2 separate regions of the Bombyx mori genome follow, and region 2 is linked to region 1. The links are chromatin contacts, called in public Hi-C maps. All regions are on one chromosome and are shown on one strand. The core of a region is the stretch at or near the end of the contact, and the rest is flanking DNA. Distances in the headings are between cores, read along the strand shown.

Region 1 (5,337 bases), core at 627-3,126:
TAACGATCGGTCCATTCTTTCTTTGACCTCGAAAGTTTGATTTAATACAAATGCTAAAACAGGTCAACCCTTATGACAAGTTCGCTTTCTGTAACTAAGAGAAGTCCAGTTTTGAAAGTTAGGGGATAATTTTTGTTGGACGACCCGAGTCGACCTGACCTTATCCTCTGACCTCGCCGCGATCATCTGCAGCACCCTTCATTCGACTAACCTGTTTTATGAGATTAACGCAATAAACACTGTACCCACTTGAATATTAAGCGAGTTTACCGTGAAAGCGCGCAAAGTTATTTTGCGAAAATTATAAGAGTAACAGCTTTCCCGCAGAGCGAGTAAGGTATAAGGGCCGTGACCGCGTGAAAACACGTATTACTGACAGACGAGACAGTTTCCACGTCGAGAATTATTCCGGAGGTGCTTAATTATTTTAATGACTTGAGAATGTTACTTTAGCATTCACGCGGAAAGTGTATTGTTGAGTCGTGTTCTCTTCGACGTTAATGTTTCTAGCCTTTTCAACTTTCCGCCTCTGCTTATGGAAACAGTCGTTTAATAATGTAATTAAAATTAAATTAAATTACGAACGAAACGTATCTGATGATAAAATTTATGTAAAAGTAAAAAGTCCTTTGTTAATAATACAGACGACGAAATAATTCTCTCTTGAAGATAAAGATAAAGGAGCATACGGTATTTTTTTAGTAATCGGTGTATGGTTTTTCCTAAAACGGCTGCAAGTTAATTTTTTCTCAACGAAATCCCTGAAATATGAAGTAACATACGGCTGCGGTGTATTTCGTCGGCGGACTAAACGGCTCAGCTCGGAGGCTCCTATTTGTAATACGGCGCGTTATTAATAGCCCGCGATAGCTAGGTGGCCCGCGGCTGAGCACGATATTTCGGAAATCCGGATTTGCATAGGATAATAGGAGAGCTACGGTGCTGCACCTCGCAATGTGGAGCCACCTCCGACGCTCGGTGCATTCATAACTACGGTCGGTTAGTGATGTGTTGCTTTGTGCGAAACAAAGTGTTGTTGCCTGAATCGGTTTTAGCTTCACTGTTCCACATCAATCGAGCGCTTTGTGTTTAAAACAGTTAGCTATTTGCGAATATGCAACGTTAAAACTATATTATTGTTATACGAAAGTTGTACATGTCGTCTTGACGCGTGCGGTCTTTTTGGTTACCTTGCAAAATTGTGAACCACTAGATCTGAATTAAAAATATAAGTATAGTAAAAACTTTATTTGAAAAATAATTCCAATTAAAATTGTAAATGATAAACTATTAAATTATGATATATTAAATTATAAAATACAGCTATGTATTATATGTACTATTCTAATAATACAATTTATATAATACTCTGTTTGTATAAAATCGTTTAGAAGGGATAATAATAATTTTAAATTGTTTTAAATAACATATACTATTATACAATTTTATAGTAAATATAAATAATTAAAAATAAATAATAAATGATTAAAAAAAAAATTTACATGGTCTAGGACGGTTGCCCCGAAACATAAAAAATATTTCTTAAGACATGTACAAAACAAAAATTTAATTCAAATTCAACAAGCGAACCTGCAAATGGAAAACTAGGCTAAAATATCTGAGGCTATCAAATGATCCGTTTTTAGAACAAGATGGTATTAGTCTGCTGCTATTACGTTTATAGGGGTGAAAACATGGAGCAAACCGCGACGCTAGCGTAGTTTTCGCGTGCTGATGTATGCGACGCCGCCGCGACTCCAGACCCGACGGCGCCACGACGCCGCCCCACAATGCAGATATCGTGTGTTCAACTGCGTGCCGTACCTAGCCTGAGGCTCCTTCACTATTTATTGTCGTTTACGACCACGCGAACCTCGCTCCACTCAGAAACAAGCAACCGAAGCAAGTTGTAATAGGAAATCGACCCCAATACACCTACTGTAGTCCACTCGCACGTTTTCCGAGTCCGCGCAACGTGACCCAGCCTTTTGATTGATGTCTCGCGTAATGACCCAGGAAACTATTTCCTACATATTTCCTCCACTCAATAAAACATCGAATATGCTTATTTATGTGTCCGCGTCAGTTTATTTGGGGTTTTGTCAATGCGTCTCGCTGTGTGCCGACTATACTCGAAAGACCGTCATTTGTCAAGATTATGGCTGTTCGGGGATTGAGATATGAAAAGCGGTTATTGTTTTGAATACTTCCCCTTTTATGTAAAGCTTCTTATACCATAGGCTCATGATTCTCAATATAAAATGCACATGAAAACATGTACAGCGCGCAATAATACACCTAATAGACAAATTATTAGTATTACCTATAGCACATTACATATATTTAATATTCACATATTTATAGTTCAATCTTTTGTTCTTCTTCTTTTCTTTACTGGTGGTAGGACCTCTTGTGAGTCCGCACGGATAGGTACCACCACCCTGCCTCTTTCTGCCGTGAAGCAGTAATGCGTTTCGGTTTGAAGGGTGGGGCAGCCGTTGTAACTATACTGAGACCTTAGAACATATTTTATCTCAAGATGGGTGGCGTATTTACATTGTAGATGTCTATGGGCTTCAATAACACCAGGTGGGCTGTGAGCTCGTCTACCCATGTAAGCAAGAAAAGAAAAAAACCTAATGTTAATTTAATTAAATCATAAATCGTTTATCAATGAATGAAGCATAAAAATAATCTCTGAGACAACATGTTCCTTTGATGAGATAGCACAATTAGCACGTACAAGAGTCGTCAGTCACAGACTCGGCGCCGAGTGGCAATTACAGTGGTATTTCATACCCAATAAAAGTGCACTCAGCCTTTTCTGAACATCTAAGAAAGCACCCGTCGCCTATAAAGCTAAAGTGGACTATATAAGATTCAAATGTAGGAACGGAACGTAGAGACGAAGTTCAACGGCTTACCTTCACGAAAAGCAATATGAAAGTCAATTCGTCATTATTTTATTACGCTTTTATTATTTCGACCTGTATCTATAATTTTTTTTTCCTAATTAATATGTGGATCTGTATCACCAGGATAAAAACTAGATCATTTCTGGGCCGCTTGCGATTAAAGCGTATTTATTTTTAAACCAAATTCAGTATTAAATCTGAAATTGTATCTCAGTATTGCTCTGAGCACATGATTTGATTTGTTTTTAAAATTTTACACTAACTCATCAATAGATTTAAATGACAAGTGATAAAAATACGTAATTATTATAGGCATCTACGAAAACATATTTTAAAAGCGTTTTCCCCCAAAGTATCGTTTAACGTAAATACAATATTAACATGCGGAACACTTAAGCGATGTATTCAAAAAAGGAAAACACATTCCAATATTTACCTCATTATGTAGCCGTATGAGCTGAGTAACGGCAGTCGTATGGCGTGAGAGCAAACATTCTGGCGATTAATCTGTGAATACTGTGTGCTATATCGAAGCGCTGGAGGCGGCACATTTATTTTATGTGCCGGCAATGTTACATACGCCATAAAAGTCGTTAGGGACGGCGTAACGTCTCGCCGTCGTCTTGCCCGCTTTAATTATACCTAGATAATGTGGCGCCGACTGCGCCCTGCACCCCCGCGTTGTCGCTTCGCATCAACTTACGCGACATTAACGTAACACGATGCAATAACAGTGCGCCACTCTACCTAATGTACTTTCGTACTACCCTAATAATATCGACATCGTTACATTCGGAAAAACCAACAAACTTTCCTTTCTTCCATAAATCAAAGTGGTTAATAACCGCTCGGTATTTTTAGAAAACAGATTTACGTTATGTTTACTGGTTGCGGACTTTTAAAGCTTGTATGAAATACGAAGGCTACTCGTTTGGATTAAGCTCATATATGTACTTAAAATGAAAAACGTTCGCAAGCCTTATGAGTCAGATTGAACCGGTAAGCATTTCTTTGGGTACGGTTGGTTACGGTAGGCAGCGGCTTGGCTCTGTCCTTGGCATTGCTGAAGTCCATGGGCGACGGTAACCACTCACCATCAGGTGGGCCATATGCTCCTCTGCCTACAAGGGCAATAAAAAAAACAAAATTCTGTTTCCTTAATACGATTTGATGCACAACAGTATGAGAGGTAGATAGGGGTCGGACCGCACGGGGCACAGATGGAGATTTATCACGCCCGCCGGAGCTGAGGCTACAAGTTCGAGCATTAAACGAGTCCGGGATATTAGCCGCCTGCAAGATGCCGCCCGAGATCATAATTAAGTGCCGCCCAATTTATCGGTGCGACCCCCGCCCGAAAACTCTTAAACTTCCCTTATCGTTCGTACTAAAAGCTCTTTATTTTGTAGTTAGTCCCGATCGTAGTTATCGCCTTTATGTTCACCTCTTTGTTTATTGAAACCGCAACTTTGCAAAATTAATCAATGCACAATCTCGATAATACACTTTCTCAATGTTTGAGTAAATTCTCATTTCGATGCCTGGTATTAGTGATGAATCGAAAATACATCATTGAAAAATCATTTTCTTTTAAAATACATCATTCATTTTATGCAAAATAATGCAAAGGTTACTGAAAGTCAAAATTGATTCGAGTTAAATCTGTTTTTTATCCGAACTGTGTGTATACTGAATTAGTTTTTACACGACCCGATTTTTCCGGCCCCTGAAAATACTGAATGACTTCACGTTGCGTCACGTTAAACGGGCCGATCCCGGGACGTTCTGCGCCACTGGCCTGATGTATGAAGTTAACGCTACGCATCATCGACGTAATGTGAACATTGATCACTACGCTTAAACGTTTACAAGTTTCATCTGTACTTAATGCCGTAGTCATTTGTGAATTCTCATCTATCTAAAATAAATTCTAAACGTGACGGAAAATTGACACGTATCACGTACATACAAACAAATCACGTACCTCTATATATTAATACGTGAAGCAAAAACTTTGTATCCCTTTTTACGAAAATTGCGCGGACGTAGGAGTATGAAATTTTGCACACTTATAGAGAATATAGAGAAGAAGTGCACAATGCTAATGTTTTTTTAAAATAATGCATAAAAGATACATTAAATCAATAAAGAAAACATTACACACACTACATACCATGTATTTGACGCACACACGCATGCATACTATTTATTGTCAAACTTTTGTTCTTGGCGTCTGTTGTCAAATTGAGAATAGATTAAATATTGTTTGTTAATTTTTTTATAGTGTAGTCTTGGCGAAATTTGTGATTATAGAAGTATAAAATACAATCATAATAGTGTACAAACTTAAATTCCAATTAATTATAGTCGAATTTCGACTACTGCGGGACCTCTAGTACAAACAAATGCGTATATGATGTTA
Region 2 (5,774 bases), core at 782-3,281, 94 kb before region 1:
TGCTGTGGCTAAGGTTTTTGTTTCTAAATAACATGCGGCCGGCTATGCTAATACCAAAAATTGACAAAGTAAGAACCATTGGATTTCACTGTATTGCATTTATTACGAAATAAGTTTCACTTATACTTTAGCCTCAGCAACACGTGGTGTTTATGCCATTAAATTGTAGCTTATGTGAAACGTTGGTATTTTTAACACAGCGCCATCTATGAGATATTAATGTCAGACAGTATTACAATTGTCTGTAAAAACTAATTTAAAGCGCCATCTCTTTTAGACTTATGAAACTTATAATTAATAACAAAAATCAACATAAGAAATCATTTTATTGTTAACTAATAAATATTGCGACCATTAATCGAAATAAAAACCATCCTATCTTTCAAGTTGGATCAAACTGCACATGATGTGCAAATTTAATTTAAAATCGGTTAAGTAGTTCAGGAGACCATCGCGGACAAACAACGTGACACGTGATTTATATACCTAGTCAGGTCATAAATTCTGTCACATGTTCAGTGTAAAATAATTGAAACAAGTTTATTCATTATGTAACCATTCATATACCAAAATAAACTTAACAAAACATAGATTCTTATGACACTAAAGTTTATTCAAAATGACCTCCGTGATTTTGAATACAGGCCTTCAATCTGCGCGACCAGTCGTCTATCGCAGCACGAACGAGGTCCATGTCAATATCGGCGGCTGCCTTAATCAAGGATGTCTTGAGTGACTCCAAATTGGGATGAGGCTTTGAGCACGCCTTTTCCTCCAAGTGTTGCCATATCTTGTAATCTAACGGATTCAAATCTGGACTGGAGGAGGGCCAGTCTTCGTGCCGGATGAAGTCGATTTCACGCGCCGCCAGCCAGTCTTGTGTGCTCTTCGCTCTATGAGCTGGCGCCGAATCTTGTTGGAATACCCAGTGCCTGTTATTGAACATGGTATGAGAAACAGGTTCCACAAGGTTCGTCAGGACTGTATTTTGATACACAACTGCATTCGTTTTTACACCTTTCTCACAAAAATGTACCTCTGTTAAGCCCCAATAAGAAACTCCCAACCATACCACGAGCGAGGATGGAAAATGACCTCGTTGGACACGCGGAATACGGTTGCTCGCTTCTTCACTACTGTGTGCGTACACCTTATCATTTTGTTTGTTGTAGCTCTCTTCTACGGTAAAAATTTTTTCATCCGAAAAAAGAATTTCCCGATATTTTTTTCCCGCGTACCGCTTCAACAAAGCGCGGCATCTCTTCAGTCTCAGGTCCATTAGACGAGCATTCAAACGATGTCCTGTTTTTCTTCGATATGCCCGAAGCCCTAAGTCTTCATTTAACACCCTTTTCACCGTGGTTCTGCTTAACCCCATCTGAAGGGCCAACAGTTTCTGCTTACGTTTGGGATTTCTTTGAATTCGCGCCTTCACAGCTTTTATCACTGCTGGAGTCCTAACAGACCGAGGGAGACCACTTCTTGTCCTGTCATCTACACTAGAGTCTTCATTGTATCGTTTGATGTTACGTTAAACGAATCTTTTGGTTATATTAAAATTTTTCAGTATGTTAAAAATTTGAATTGGCGCGTAACCGCAACGATGCAACGCAATAACTGCAACACGGTCTTCTTTAAGCATCCACTCCATATTTAAAAATGAGTAAAATTCTAAAAGTATACATTTTTATTTTCATGAACAATTCGAAATTCGAATTCATTAAACTTTTTTGTGGCCAGCATTCTAAAAGAAAAGTTTTTACTGTGTGACAATACTTATGACCTGACTAGGTATATTAAGATTAATATTTTTCGTAAAATAGCACGACCAAACGTCAAGTGCCAGTACACAAAGTAGTGATTTCTAAAACAACTTCATCCAAATGACTAAAAGCGTAACGTTTGTAAATGCCGACTTTTGTCGAAATTGTTCGTCTCGCCGGCCATATTCTGTTTAATGTCGCAATATTGTGAGCGTCGACGGCTGCCGCGGCCGGTCGCATGCATTTACATACATTATTGCGGACGATACACATGCATGCACCTAGCTCCGAATGTGTATGCGCTGCGAATTAACTGTAATTGAGCCATTCGGACAGTGGCGAGTCGAGCCACCCATCGCCTTCATAGTTTTGCTCCTCTGACAACAGTAATTCTGTATGCTCAATAAAAAATATTCAATTTTTAAGTGTTTGTATTAGATACCAAAACGGAAACATCACAAACGTACAAAACGTATAGATAAAGTTTATTAGAAAACTTAAGTTACCTGCCAAAATTTCGTCGTGACGGTTTCCCCTACTATTAGGTCATCTGTTATTATTATTATTATCTACGATGCGCGAGGCATGCGGCGCCAGCGCCACGTGGCCGGGACAATTCTATAATTAGTGACATGCATATTTAAAAAAAAACGGTGTCTCATTTATACATTTTTATTAATCGTTAAGATGAAAACCACTTATAATCGCAATCAGTTCAGAAAATTTTATAGAAAAGTTCAGCGGACTAATGCTATAAGTTGACTTTCTCTATCAACCGTGCTACGACTGTTACTAGCATTTAAACTAGTAAGGTCCAACAGCATCCAAAGTAGTATAGGTTGGTTTATCAGAACGTGCTTCGAAGGTGGTTTGCTCCTGTATTGCCGTTATGAATCATATCCAGTTAGTTTCGGATGACACAGAACTAAACCAAGCCCAGCTTTCAGCTAAGCGACGGGCTTAGCGCGAAACGAAACTCTACATTACTTTCTGAAACCCCTCTAAACGACGGCGCAACCTATGCCGTCGGAACTTTCGCTGCGTCGGAACTTTCGCTGCGTCGAAACCGATTTGTGCGACGAAGACATACCACCATCCCTCCCATGAGGGTTAGACCACGAGCGGGTGCTCGCCCTTCTGAACCAAACCTTTTGGTACGATTCGTCAGCAAACACTGCATTAGTAATGATCGGTCATATTAAATAAAATAAAATGTGATCTTATTACAAAGGAAACGTGTACTCCGTTTGCAGATCGTGGGGTAGAGCCTGCTAACCCATTGACACTACTGAGTTTCTCGCCGGATCTTCTCAGCGGGTCGCGATTCTGAGCCGGTGGTAGATTCCGCGAATCACTGCTCTTCCTAGGGCTAGTGTTAGCAAACACTCTCAGGTTGAGCCCGTAAGCTCACCTAATCGTTCGGGCGTTGCTGGAATAGCCATTTAGGCTACCAGTAGGAACGGCAATCTAAGATGAATGCTCAATACTTTACTTTTTTTTTTATTGCCCTTGTAGGCAGACGAGCTTACGGCCCACCTGATGGTGAGAGGTTACCGTCGCCCATGGACTTCAGCAATGCCAGGGGCAGAGCCAAGCCGCTGCCTACCTACCGTTTCTTGGCTCAGTATGTCAACTGGCCAAGAAGGGTCATTGGAATGTTCTTGCGTCTCAAACTGTAGAAGATTCGCATCGAGCTTAGTGTATTGATTAATTTGCTTTGAAACTTTCGAAATAGAAGGAATCCCATAAAAATCCAAGGAAAGGTTTGCAAGGATTTTTTTTAAATATGTATGTACAATGGAAAGAGCCATGCTCGGAGTTTCTCTGAAGGATAAAATCCGGAATGAGATTATTCGACAGAGAACTAAAGTCATCGACATAGCTCAAAGAGTCAACAAGCTGAAGTGGCAGTGGGCTGGCCATATATGCCGTAGGACTGACGATCGCTGGAGCAGACGGGTTCTGGAGTGGAGACCGCGCAGCGGAAGACGTAACGTGGGACCCCCCTGGCTAGATGGTGCGATGACCTCCGCACGGTGGCCGGCAAGAAGTGGATGAGGAGAACTGCAGACCGGGCTCAGTGGTGTAGATTGGGAGAGGCCTATGTCCAGCAGTGGACGACTATGGGCTGTTGATGATGATGATGTATGTACAATTTAAACCCACCCAGTCCTAACTGAAACACCGACGAGACAATAAACACCTACTGTTTATTCCGGAAATATGTACGGTTGCGGAATATTTGTTGAGCAATAATTAATAATTTTTAAATAAAAAATTTACCTACCCGCGAGGCACATCCAGCACTAAATTTCATTTCGTAAAAGTATTGAAAATATAGGTTGCTAAATTTATTGGATGATGATTTTTGGCGAGATCGCTCTTTGTGAGTGTTGAAAACGAAAAACCCATCCTTACGCACTGGGATATCTATCTTCACCCCTTCTAGAGAAACAAACAGGGGCGTCGGAATTTTGTTATTAGCGTTTCTGGGGTGGTAGGTGCTTCTAACGTCGCACACCTGACTGATTGATAGCACTTCTTTCCACCTCGGGTCGAGCTTGTAATCGAGCCATTAATAAAGTTTACTGCCTCCAAGTTTATCCTGTGGACTCGTTATTTGCTTAATGGTCTGGCAAACGGCTCGAGTACGAGTCACCTGTGATGGTCCGTCCGTTCGAAGACTTATTATAATTATTTGGTGATCATATCGTTCCTTAACAAATTTTAGATTAATTTGCTTTAATGCGTGTTAATAATGAAATCATATATGTATCTTGTAAAAATATTATGCAATTTAACCACTAAGAATGAACTATTGCTGTTATAATATGAAAATAAAATGTGTGTTGTCGTGGGACACCGGATAGGAACGAAGTTCCTTTTTATAAAAGTGGTATTAGATTAATTTTGAGTTCTATTCGAGGTATAAAGAAAATAATTATTCGGGTATAATTTTTTTATTATGATTTGTTATTGATAAAAAAAATGTTATTTTTTGTACCTACGTTATTACAAACTTAAGTCGTACACTGTGTGTATTACTAATAAAAATCTTACGTTAGGTACGGACGTTTTTTCCCGGTTAGGGTACCCCTCTGCATCATCCCATAAGGAACTTCGTTCCAAAAAACGAATCTGATAGAATTATCTTTAAGCAAAACGAAGCCGTTTAATTGAATCAACATAGTCTAGATAGAGTTTGCAATTGTTTGTTTTCCAAATTATCTGACAGAGGCTCGGGCTAATGTCACTCGACGCTTGACAAAGCGAATGTTGGTACTCTCGGAGCGGCTTTACTCGCAGCTATGTCAACACAAACGGCAAAAAGGTTGACGTGAAAAGTAATAAAAGTTATACTTTGTTGCTAATGTGGTATAAAGTTACACAATTTAATTTATCTAAAACAGAAAACGTGTTTTCGTGTAAAATATAGAAAATTGTTTTTTTTTTTGTATATTTGAAACTAGCAACCCGCCCTCGCTTCGTTTCTGAAACTGTAATTTATTATTGATTGCTCCACTATTTAATGGATGTTATTATACATACAAACTTTCCTCTCCAATTACTATATCTTTTAAAAAAAAACCGCGTCAAAATCCGTTGCGTAATTTTAAAGATTTAAGCATACATAGGGATATAGGGACAGAGAAAGGGACTTTGTTTTATACTATGTAGTGATAATGGATCTTAAGATTATCGTTAGCTTATGTATTGCCCATTCATTTTGCAACAATCGTGTATTCTAATAATTAAGTTTTTTTTTATTGGCCTTTGTAAGCAGACGAGCATACGGCCCACCTGATGGTGAGTGGTTATCGTCGCCCATGGCATTTCAGCAATGCCAGGGGCAGAGTCAGGCCGCTTGCCTACCAAGTAACCTACCTACCGAACCTAATACAAATTCGTGTTCAGTTCTGCTAATCATTCTTTTCTTGACAAAGTTTGTAATTTTATTGAATACTTTATAAATTTACGCCATTATATACAGAAGTCACCTTAAATTATGGG

The links. A called contact is a pair of places that touch in the nucleus more often than the background predicts.
Region 2: a contact with region 1 is called in a Hi-C map of whole pupa, with 1.8 times the contacts expected there. The contact joins two enhancer-like sites. A contact is called at or near these places in 2 of 7 Hi-C or Micro-C datasets (posterior silk gland and whole pupa).

The regions. Positions count from the first base shown.
Region 1 is chr4:6,870,285-6,875,621 of ASM3026992v2, reverse strand. All of the region lies in intron 4 of LOC101735337 (protein muscleblind), which reads left to right. Among protein-coding and RNA genes, the nearest start is that of LOC101747130, 32 kb to the right of the region's middle. Within about 2 kb of position 1,876, at least 3 of the 8 cell types and tissues checked have open chromatin away from gene starts, as enhancers often do.
Region 2 is chr4:6,963,863-6,969,636 of ASM3026992v2, reverse strand. All of the region lies in intron 2 of LOC101735337 (protein muscleblind), which reads left to right. Among protein-coding and RNA genes, the nearest start is that of LOC134198751, 100 kb to the left of the region's middle. Within about 2 kb of position 2,031, at least 3 of the 8 cell types and tissues checked have open chromatin away from gene starts, as enhancers often do.